2 separate regions of the Hordeum vulgare genome follow, and region 2 is linked to region 1. The links are chromatin contacts, called in public Hi-C maps. All regions are on one chromosome and are shown on one strand. The core of a region is the stretch at or near the end of the contact, and the rest is flanking DNA. Distances in the headings are between cores, read along the strand shown.

The links. Hi-C and Micro-C count contacts between places; a contact is called where the count stands out from the background.
Region 2: a Hi-C map of leaf shows a contact between it and region 1, with 4 times the contacts expected there. The contact joins the promoter of LOC123441955 here to the promoter of LOC123441926 in region 1. A contact is called at or near these places in 2 of 6 Hi-C or Micro-C datasets (leaf and seedling).

The regions. Positions count from the first base shown.
Region 1 is chr1H:420,248,964-420,254,460 of MorexV3_pseudomolecules_assembly, reverse strand. It overlaps LOC123441926 (sister chromatid cohesion 1 protein 1-like), which reads right to left and starts at 2,250. Exons shown (of 20, transcript XM_045118102.1): 1 at 2,077-2,250; 2 at 1,804-1,872; 3 at 1,638-1,696; 4 at 1,461-1,505; 5 at 1,336-1,355; 6 at 1,162-1,238. The coding sequence starts at 2,129.
Region 2 is chr1H:420,388,684-420,394,180 of MorexV3_pseudomolecules_assembly, reverse strand. LOC123441955 (pentatricopeptide repeat-containing protein At1g43980, mitochondrial) reads right to left here and starts at 2,582. Exons shown (of 4, transcript XM_045118136.1): 1 at 147-2,582; 2 at 13-25. The coding sequence starts at 2,459. The coding sequence ends at 336.

The DNA of each region.
Region 1 (5,497 bases), core at 1,001-3,500:
ACACATATTGGCCGGCAAAAACACCCTGCAACCTGGAGCTGATTAAAATTGACAAACCCATACATAACATTCGGCAACATACAGAGACATAAATACCCGCATGAACCCTTGCATGAACAGCTATAACACCCAAACGACCCCCCTTAGCCAAAGTTGCAACCCATGAATTTAATCAAGCATTCAGAATATCAAGACAGGAGACACAAAATCATATGAAGATCTATATGAATAGCTGCTGCTCCAGAAACACAAGAACAGAGTCAAGTTACAGCAGGATCACACAGCAAGGACCCACGGCTAGGGTTGTGCGTCCCAGTTACATTTCACAGCATGGACCCGTGGCTAGGGCAGTGCATCCCAGTTATATTGCACACAATCAGTGATATGGCCTCATCAATAAAATTCTAGAAAACATCTGAAAAAGTAGTGCGTTGCTCATTGCAAAATCAGCACTGCACAATGCAGCACACACCAATAGTGACCAAGCAAGCTGACAGACTGACAGTGTGATTAGGCATCTTAGGAAATTTCATAAACACACAAAGTTAAGTTGTTGATACGGCCACTTTGTCACCTTGCAACAGCCTCCAATCTAAACCATCAGACTAAAACCACACGGCATATAAACACAGAAAGAAAGTTACCAAGCAAGCTGACAGAGTGACAGTGTTATTAGGCATCTTAAGAAATTTCATAAACACACAAAGTTAAGTTGTTCATAAGGCCACTTTGGCACCTTGCAACAGCCTCTAATCTAAACCATCAGACTAACACCACACGGTATATAAACACAGAAAGAAAATTCCATTTCCACAGAGAAATGGACACCAACTCTCCATCATCACCACACAAACACATTCAGAAACTTGTAGAAACATCTGAAATAATCACATGTCATTGTAAACTGAATACAGTAGAATGCAGAACACACCAATTGGTAGCAAGCAAGCTGGCAGAGACTGACATTGCTATTTCATAAACAGACAAAATTAAGCTGTCCATACATACAGCCACCAATACATAAGCTAACACCAGACGGTCTAAACACACAAAGAAAGCCCCATCTCCAGAGAGAAATGTAAGCCGGCTCCATATTATCACCACCCAAGCAAACACATTCAGAAACTTGTGGAAGGGCATGGAGACGGAGAGAGCACTCACTTGGCTTGAGCCTTGCCCTTGGGGAGCAGGGTGTGGTCCACGGCCGGCCTGATCTTCCATGCCTGGTTGAGCTCAATCTGCGGAGGAAATCAGCACAAGCGTAAACCCAACCACAAAACTACCAAGCAGGAAGGACGCAGAGGAACCGGGCATAAACTCGAGCTGGAGGTTTACCAGAAGACGGGACACATCATCTGCGAGGCCACAAATTTGCAAACGATGAGAATCTGAACAAATTTTTTGACAACAAGAGAAGAAAGTGCAGCAAGCAGCGAGGGGAGGGTAAGGGATGGACTGACCGTAGAGAAGCTTCACCTTCTTCTTGTACACGATCACCACGCCACCTGCTCATCACGGACGCCACCCAGACACACAGGCAAAGGCAACAAACGCGCGTCACATACATACTCGAATAGGAGGGAGAGCAAATCCGGCGAGGAAAGCAGCGAAATAATAATCCCCGAGGGGCGGCTCACCCATGAGGATCCCGGAGAGCCTGAGCGCCATGGGCACCGACGGGTTCAGGATCTCCTCGCTGCAGCGTCAGACACATGGCAGCACACGCGAATTAGAATCGCACAAGAACGGGCTACCGCGAGCTCAAAGCAGAGAGAAATCGGTCGTGTCGGGTGGGGAGCTCACCAGATCTTGATGATGTCGAGCTTGTCGAGCCGCCTCCGATTTATCTTGGCTTTGAACGTGGCGGCGATCCTGAGGAGGGGACAGGACAGAGGAACAGGGGAGCGTCAGAAGCGACGAGGATCCGCATTGGGAGCGTATCGAACGGGGGCCCCCGGAGACGCCCCGGACCAGGCAGGAATACGCGGGACAGGCGCAATCGGCGGCCGGCGGCCGCGACCGAGGGGGCCGAGGGGCGGCAGCCGGCGAGGAGGGAGGGGAGGGAAGGGGACGCACCATATCTGACCGAGCGGCGCCTTCCGCGCGAGGAGCTGGTGCGAGTAGAACATCCCGTCCACCGACGCCGCGGGGAGGTCGGAGGAGGGGAAGGCGACGCCGCGCTGCGGAGGACGAGCACGAGAGAGGGGTGACGGGCGGAGTGGGTGGGGGTTTTGGGAGGGGTTGCGGTGCGGTTCCGTGGGGAGGTGGGCTTTGTGTGCGTGTGTGTGTGTGTGTGTGTGGGAAGAAAGAGTGGCTGATCGGAGGAATGGTGCGCGCGCGGAGGGCAGTTTCGGTATTTCAGTTTTGCAAGTGTCTCCCCTAAGAAAGGCTAAATCGCGAATCAACCTCTCATGGAAAGGATTTCGAAAAAGAAACTGCTACAAATCAACCGGTTGATTGATTTGTTACAAAATTAAGTCGCCTCCACAGCCATCCGATTCAAATGCTCCCAGCCGCAGGATCGGGAGGCACCACTAAGCTCCCATAGCAGCATCACGCAGCAGTCTCCCATGGCAGCACCGTCGGGCCCTTTATTGCAACCTCGGCGGAGCTTCCGACGACCGCCGCGACGCTTCACTGCAACCTCGTTGGAGATTTAACGACCGTCCCGACGCTTCACTGCAACCTCGTCGGAGCTTCACTCCAACCTCGTCGGAGCTCGAACAACCGTTGGCGCTTCACTGCAGCTCCGGCGTCCCTTCATCGCAATCTCGGCGATGTTTCGTTGCAACGCCAACACCGACACGGTGGTGCTCCATCGTAGCACCCCGATGGCCGTCGGCGGGCGCTTCCCTGCAGCGTCTCCACCACCGCACGACCGTGCTCCATCACAACACCGGTTGTCCCGTCAAAGCTCCACCGCAGCACCCGACGGGCACCGGCAAAGCTTCACTGCACTGGAACGCGATGGTGACGGGGTGCTGGGATGAATCATGCGACGACGATGGCGGATATGGTGACACAACCTGACGGCGACGAAGATGATGTGACGCAACACAGAGAGGTTGTGGAGCTTTGGGGGATCGATGTTGCGGTGCTCCTCTCTTCCTTCTCCGACACCATCGTCGTCTACAGCTCCGGTGGCCACTACCAACAGCCCCGCGGGATCTCGCGCCGCCGTCCACACCATGCGCACAATTGCTCCCCTCGCAGGTACGACTCCTCGTCAAGTGGCAGCCATCGCAGCGCTGCGGCACCCCTCGTAGAAGCAGTAGCTCGCCGACGGGGGGTGGGATAGGTCAAGGACAGAGAGGCGAGGAGCTCAGGAAGAAAAGAGAGTAAGGCCGTAGTGGTAATGGAGAGAGAGGGGATCGGACGTCCCGATCCAGAGGAAGATGACAGCTTGGTCTGGGAAAAGGATAAGGTTACGGGGCAGTGCGGTGCATAGTTCCCACCGGGCACGTGTCAATCTTTTGAGGTGACTCACAGAAACAAGAAATCATCTGGTTGAATTAAAACGTTTCCCTTTTGAAAAGGCTTTTTTTTCGAGCAACTGTCTTCTCTCCATTACCCATTTTTGACAGGGGCAATACGTTCCTCATAATCCACCTTGGTCTTGTCAAGCAGATTAACGAGAATTTGCATTTCCTTGCCCTTCTAACTTCATTGTAACCATAGAAGTCGTAAAGCTTTTCCAAAGGTCCTTGAGGTAGATTCGGCTCTTCGATGTGGAGTGACTTTGGTTATCTTCATTATTCGTGGACGGATGAAATACTCGATCACATTCGAGTCTAGCAAGTGATCGAACGAAGCATCCCCAATATCTAAACTTGTTTGATACAACTTATTAGAGGGAGGCATTTTATCGTCCGCGTCATCTTCTGAATCTGGTCGGGTGAGGCATTTGGTGCAACAACAAAATTAGAGGCACTGTTTGGACCAACATATATCTAAACATGTTCTTTTGCTGGATGTTCTTCTTGAGCGATTTCTCCTGCAATAGTAGCAACGGCTGGTTCATGGAGTGAACTTCAATCTCAACCCGCATCGAGCCACTCTTCACATTCGTCTTTTTTTAGTTTCTTCAACAAACTGGCCAATAGAGTTGGTGAATTTGAAGATTCATCAATGTTGAGTCCACTAGCTTCACGAAGAAATTCTTCTGCAGACCCCCATGACTTTGCCTTCTATTTTCCGCTGCATCTTTGGCTTAGACGTGCCATCAACACCAGGATCAACATAGTCATTTAATATCTCGACAACTTCCATTTTTGCTTTCTTGGCAACATTCTCAACCTTTCAATGTTCACGCTCATCATAAGCTTTATTATCTTCACAAAAAAATATGTTGTTGTCTTCTAGGAGGTGGATACTTCTTTATACCAGGGGCTTTGGGCACACCCAAACATGCTCGAGAGCAACTCACAGAGTGTGACCGACGGTTCACAAAACACAAACATGATCCGATATTCTTCAATAACTTCTTCAAAATTATACCATCTTCTGGCCATGAGCCTTTGGTATGTTCCATCATGTTCTTCCTTGTAGTTCTGGTTTCTCCTTATGGAGGGGTTTCATAACCTTGTCCCTTTAAGAAACCTTCAACAATGTTTTTCTTCAAAGGTTTTCCTCCTTCGATCTTTGGTGGGACACGGGCATTGGAAGAGTTTGCTTCTTCTGAGTAGATGACTTCTTGTCCACATACCTCCTTTTTTGGTTTATTTGGAGTATGATTAGATCTTTTTAACTCTAACCATATTCTTCTAGATTTATCTCAAGTTGTGAAGTATCATTGTGTTGGAAATATGCCCTAGAGGCAATTATAAATTGGTTATTATTATATTTCCATGGTCATGATAATTGTCTATTATTCAGGCTATAATTGTATTAACCGGAAAACGTAATACATGTGTGAATACATAGACCACAACATGTCCCTAGTGAGCCTCTAGTTGACTAGCTTGTTGATCAATAGATGGTTATGGTTTCCTGGCCATGGACATTGGATGTCATTGATAACGGGATCACATCATTAGGAGAATGATGTGATGGACAAGACCCAATCATAAGCATAGCACAAGATCATGTAGTTCGTCTGCTAGAGATTTTCTAATGTCAAGTATCATTTCCTTAGACCATGAGATTGTGCAACTCCCGGATACCGTAGGAATGCTCTGATGTCAAACATCACAATGTAACTAGGTGACTATAAAGGTGCACTACATGTATCTCCGAAAAGTGTTTGTTGGGTTGGTACGAAACGAGACTGGGATTTGTCACTCCGTGTGACAGAGAGGTATCTCTGGGCCCACTCCGTAATACATCATCGTAATGAGCTCAATGTGACTAAGGATTTAGTCACGGGATCATGTGTTACGGAACGAGTAAAGAGACTTGCGGGTAACGAGATTGAACAAGGTATGGGTATACCGACGATCGAATCTCAGGCAAGTAACATACCGATGGACAAAGGGAATTATATACGGGATTAATTGAA
Region 2 (5,497 bases), core at 1,333-3,832, 140 kb before region 1:
ATCACCACCCACCTGCGCACAAGATCTGTAGCAAAAAGATGTGAAGTGAATTAATCAGTCTGTAAGACAACATGACGTCAAGTAAATTAATCAATCTATAAGACAATATACTATACACATCACCATATATGAACACGAAGTAAAACCTGATCACTGTTCTTTGCCAACATACTGGATGGCCTGATTTCTGCACTCTCTCGGGATAATGTCTTTTTCTTGATGCTCGTAGTGCTTGCTTAACAATCTGTAGCTTAAGCTGCCTTGCTATCAAGTCAAGGTAACCACATGACCACTGTGAGACGGTCCTAGCTGAATAATTACGTTAGTTGCACAGCTCACAGAGTGCAATCCAAGAACTGCGGATGGCAATCAAATCCCTTGTTCTTCTTGAGATCTTGTGTATGAATTGTACCAACACGACCAGGAGCATAAATGTGATCCATCATGTCCCAGAACAATAGATCTAAAACTGCATACGTAACTTCACTTCCTTGATGCAATATTTGTTCAGATGTAAACACATGAATTTCATTCTTGATGCAGAGCCAGCTACATTCCCCAACCTTCTTTGCACCTAAAGCTTCCATTGACCTCCACATCCTGGCCATGCTTTCCCACTTACATCTTGCACCATAGGTACGAGCCAGAACAGTGTACGGCAGTGATGACCGAGGCTTCAGTTTCAACATATTCTCTGCGATTGACTCTGCCATGGCAAAATCCCCTTGAATCATGCAAGCCTCAAGAATATTGAGGAGAGCAGCAGTATTGCACTTCTGCAACTTGTTCTGGACTAAATCTTCTGCCTCTCTAAACAATCCTGCACGGCTTAACATGTCAGCCACACATGCATAGTGCTCCAGGCCAGGCACGACATGGTACTTGGCTTTAAACAGGAAAATTATATCCATTGCTTCATTAACCAGACCCCCCAAGCTACAAGCAGATAAAGCTCCGAAAAGAGTAATTCTATCTGGCTTGACACCACAGTCCAGCATCCACCAAAACACTCCAAGAGCTTCCCTACCTCCCCCATTCCGCGATAGACCGATGATCATTGTATTCCATAACACCAAATCCTTGACACAAACACTGTCGAAGAGTTTCCTGGCATGCTTCAAGGAACCTAACTTACAATACATGTCAACGAGAGCAGTGGCAACAATCATATCATCCTCAAACCCACATTTATATACCAGCGTATGGATTTGAGTGCCCTGCTCCATCAGACCAAAACACGAACTCCATCTCAGCACGCTCGCAAAAGTGAACTCAGTTGGAAGAACAGCATTTCGCAGAGCAATCACAAAGAGGCCCAGAGCTTGCTCCATTAAACCACTCCTGGCATAACACGATATCATTGCGTTGCATGTTTCTGAGTCCCATTTTGTTAATCCCTCGAAAAGCCTGACAACATCAGGTAGTCTGTCAGACATGGACAACAGGCCGATAACAGCACTACAAATGATAGAATTGGACAGGAGTCCTGTTTTGACGCAAAGGGCCAAGAGCTGGTCACCCTTAGCGAAATCCTCGATATCTGTGCACGCGGTAAGCACCGTTGACACACTGCATTCGTCAACCGAAAGCCCATGGCTTCTAGTCAACCGGAAGCACTCAAACACTGCATTGCTTTGGCCATCATCCTTGTACACTGACATGACAGAATTCAGCGAAACGATGTCCAGTTCATTCATATTCCAAAAGACGCGCACGGCATATTCCAAGAGACCGACACGCCGATACATGTCAACAAGCGTGTTGCCCACTACGGCGTTGTGTTGGGCAGAGCCGTGACGGACGGCAGCTGCATGAACCTGCATCCCGTGGGGAGCAGAGCAGACCGCCGACGAGACAATGGAGAAGGTGAAGGCGCTAGGCCTGACGCCTAGCCCCCTCATCCTGCGCGCAAGACTGAGCGCCTCGCCGGCGTGCCCGCTTTGAGCGTAGCCAGAGATCATGGAATTGTAGGCGACGGTGTCCCTCATAGGCATTTCGTCGAACAGCCTGCGCGCAGCCGGGAGGTCACGGGACTTGAGCAGTGCGGCGAGGAGGATGTTGTGCGAGAAGCGGTTGGCTGCGTCGCTGGGCGCGTGGGTCAGCAGGGCGATGGCGGCAGGGGTGGCGCCGAGGCGGGAGTAAGCGGCGGCGAGGCAGTTGGCGAGGAAGGGGTGGCTGAAGAGGCGTGAGGAGCGGAGGAGACGGGCGTGGAGTGCCGCAGCGGCGGATAGGGAGGCGGAGCGGGCAAGGAGCGCTGAGAGGGCGGCAACTGTCGGATTGTCCAACAGCATTCGGCTGCCGTCGTCACCCTCCGGCGCCGACAAGGAGCTTTCCTGCCCCCTGCATCCCCGCCGGCGAGGCTGCGGCGCTCGACTCCGGTTGCTGCCGTGCTGGAGGAGCTTCGGTCCGGGGCCGGGTGGGGAGTCGTCGTCAGTCAGGATCGAACTGGGTAGGGACATAGGTTCGGTCAAAGATAGAGCAAGGGCAGGGAAGTTGATCACAGCTTATGTACGACCGGTAACCACAGTTGAAGCAGCATCACACGAAGAAAATTCTAGCCGCTATCTGTTGAATTCAAGTTTAATTAGACTAGCAGGCGGAAGGCGGCGCGTCCATGTACGAGTCCATTGTTGGCTAAGTTGCAACTTAATTAGTTGGTTCCTCCTGTTTACTCGTTATTATTCAAAAGTTTTACTAAGTAATGTGAGAAGATTACGAACGGTCAAAAAGAGTACAGATTGCTAGATCGATTACATTATTCACTCGGATGTTAACTCGGTAAAGCAATGTGATTTATCTTAAGGAAAATCATTGTTTTCAACCGACTGATTTCCGTCTCGCATCAACCGGCTGCTACGGGCGCCACGCGTCCTAGTGTGTTCGCCCACCTCCCAGCTTTATCTCCCCATCTGTAGACGAGAACCACTCAATTTCTCCGTTGAGCTCTATCCCCTTTCTCGCCCCCGCACCTCTCGCCATGGCTGTCGCCCAAGCTTCTCCGCCATGGACTGCTGCCCAACTGCTCAAGCTTCTCTGCTATGGCCTGCTGCTCTAAGCTCCAAGCTGCTGCCCAGTCTACACGCCGCTGTTGCATTGCCGAGCTCCGAGCCGATCTCGTCGGAGGCGGACGCTGCAATGTAACGTCGGAGACAGTTTGCCGACGTTGCATACGAGGTCGAGAACATTGCAGTGGAGCGGGCGTTGCTGCCGGTGGCGCAACACGTCGAGTATGACGGCACTGCAATGGAGCGGGCGCTGCTTCCGACGAAGCGGAGACGACGCTGCAATGGAGCAGGCGCTACTTCCGGCGGCGAGACGACATCGCTGCAATGGAGTGGGCGCTGCTTCCGGCGACGCGACGACGACGACGCTGCAATGGTTGAGCACTGCTGTCGATGGCGCTACAATGGAGCGGGCTGCGGCTCAGCAATGGAACAGACGGTGGTGCATGTGTCGACGACGCTGCAATGGAGCAGGCGACGGCGCTGCTGCCGGTGGCACTGTAATGGAGCGGACGGCGGCGCTGCTGACGGTGGCACAACAATGGAACGAATAGCGGTGGCAGTTGTGCTGCGAGGATTGCACCTCTGCGCTCACGCATGGCGTTACATCGACATGAGGACGAAGCAGGAGCGAGGTGTTGACCACATCTGAATCAGCCACGTTGTGTCCAGATCACAATGATCGGACGGCTCGCAAAGCGGTTTATATTTATATACTTTTCAGTCGGCTGATTGGTAGCAATTGCCTTATCTTAAAGATCAATATAAAACAACACAATGACATTAGACATACACATAAGCATAAAATGATTGTTGGACAACCCTATGGAGCGGCGCCGCACCTCCGTCTATGTATAATAAAAACTGTTACATGCATGCAATGATGTCACCAAGATTCATTTTAATTTTAAAATTTAAAAAGTTTTATCTACAAAACCGTTAATTCAATCGATGATCCGCTTTCATCAGTGACTTTCTCTCGACGAGTTCTTCGAAACTAGATCCCATATCGACATGTTCCGTCAACTAATTTTTTTCATCCATACTTGCCACATTTTTTGACCCCACTTGCCATATTATTAACCACTTACTTGCGTGGAAAAATAACTTAATTGACACTTTTAATGTTTTTCTACAAAACCATGTAACAGTTTTCATTATACATGATATAAAAGCATTGTCATAGGTTGTGTTTGTCAATTAAAATATGCAAACTTGTCACATTTACATAAAACTTTGCCAAAAAAACTATTTTTTGTGTTTGTTAGTTTAACTATGTCGAGTTATCATATTTATAAACGATGATCAAAAAAGATTTTTTATGCTCATCGATTTTAAATATGTTGAGTTGTCATATTTTTGCGCGTAATCGCCTAAAAAAATTGTTTGTGCTTGCCATTTTGATTATGTCTAGATGTCATATTTATACACAGTTTTTAAAAAATTTGGCGATTAAGTTATTTTTTATCAGACAAGTAAGTACTTACTAATATGACAAGTAAGTAAAGCAAATGTGGTAAGTACGAGCAAAAAAAATATGTCAAAACATGTCGACATGGGATCTAGTTTTGAAGATTTCATCGAAACAAAGTCAACGGCGAAAACGAATCATCGATCGAATTAACGGTTTAAGAGATAATTTTTTTTGAATTCGATCATTTAGAACGAATCTCATGACATCATTGCATGCATGCATGCATGAGAAGAAAGGATGCAAGCCGCTGCACGGAATGTCCATCATGCGGTGCTTCTAAATAGAATTTCCCATGATTGTTCTAAAAATCTGGACAATAAATAAGAAGGGTGAGATAATGGTATAGTTTTGTAAATTTCAGCATCGCTAAGGGCGTCGGCATCATCGAAGTACGCCTCGTCGTCATGGCCATTGAAGCATGCCTCGCAGCATCGCCACGGCCGTCCGCACCATCGAAGTACGCCTCGTCGTCATGGCCATTGAAGCATGCCTCGCAGCATCGCCACGACCGTCCGCACCATCAAAGTACGCCTCATCGCCTTGGCCATTAAAGCATGCCTCGCAGCATTGCAACGGCCATCTACACCATCGAAGTATGCATCGGCGCCATGGACATTGAAGCATGCCTCGCAGCATCGCCGCGGCCGCCCGCACCATCAAAGTACGCCTCGTCGCCTTGGCCATTGAAGCATGCCTCGCAGCATCGCCGCTACCATCCACACCATCAAAGTACGCCTTGTCGCCATGGCCATTGAAGCATGCCTCGCAACATCGTCACAGCCGTCGATACCATCAAAGTACGCCTCGTCGCCATGGCCATTGAAGCATGCCTCGCAGCATCGTCACGGCCGTTGGCACATCGAAGTACACCTCGTCGCCATGGCCATTGAAGCATGCCTTGCAACATCTCCACGGTTGTTGGTGTAGCAAGCCTCGTTGTCGTGTCCATCCAACCATCGCAGTTGTTGTTGAATCATCGCCACGATCGTCGACACCATTGAAGTATGCCTCATCGCCACGA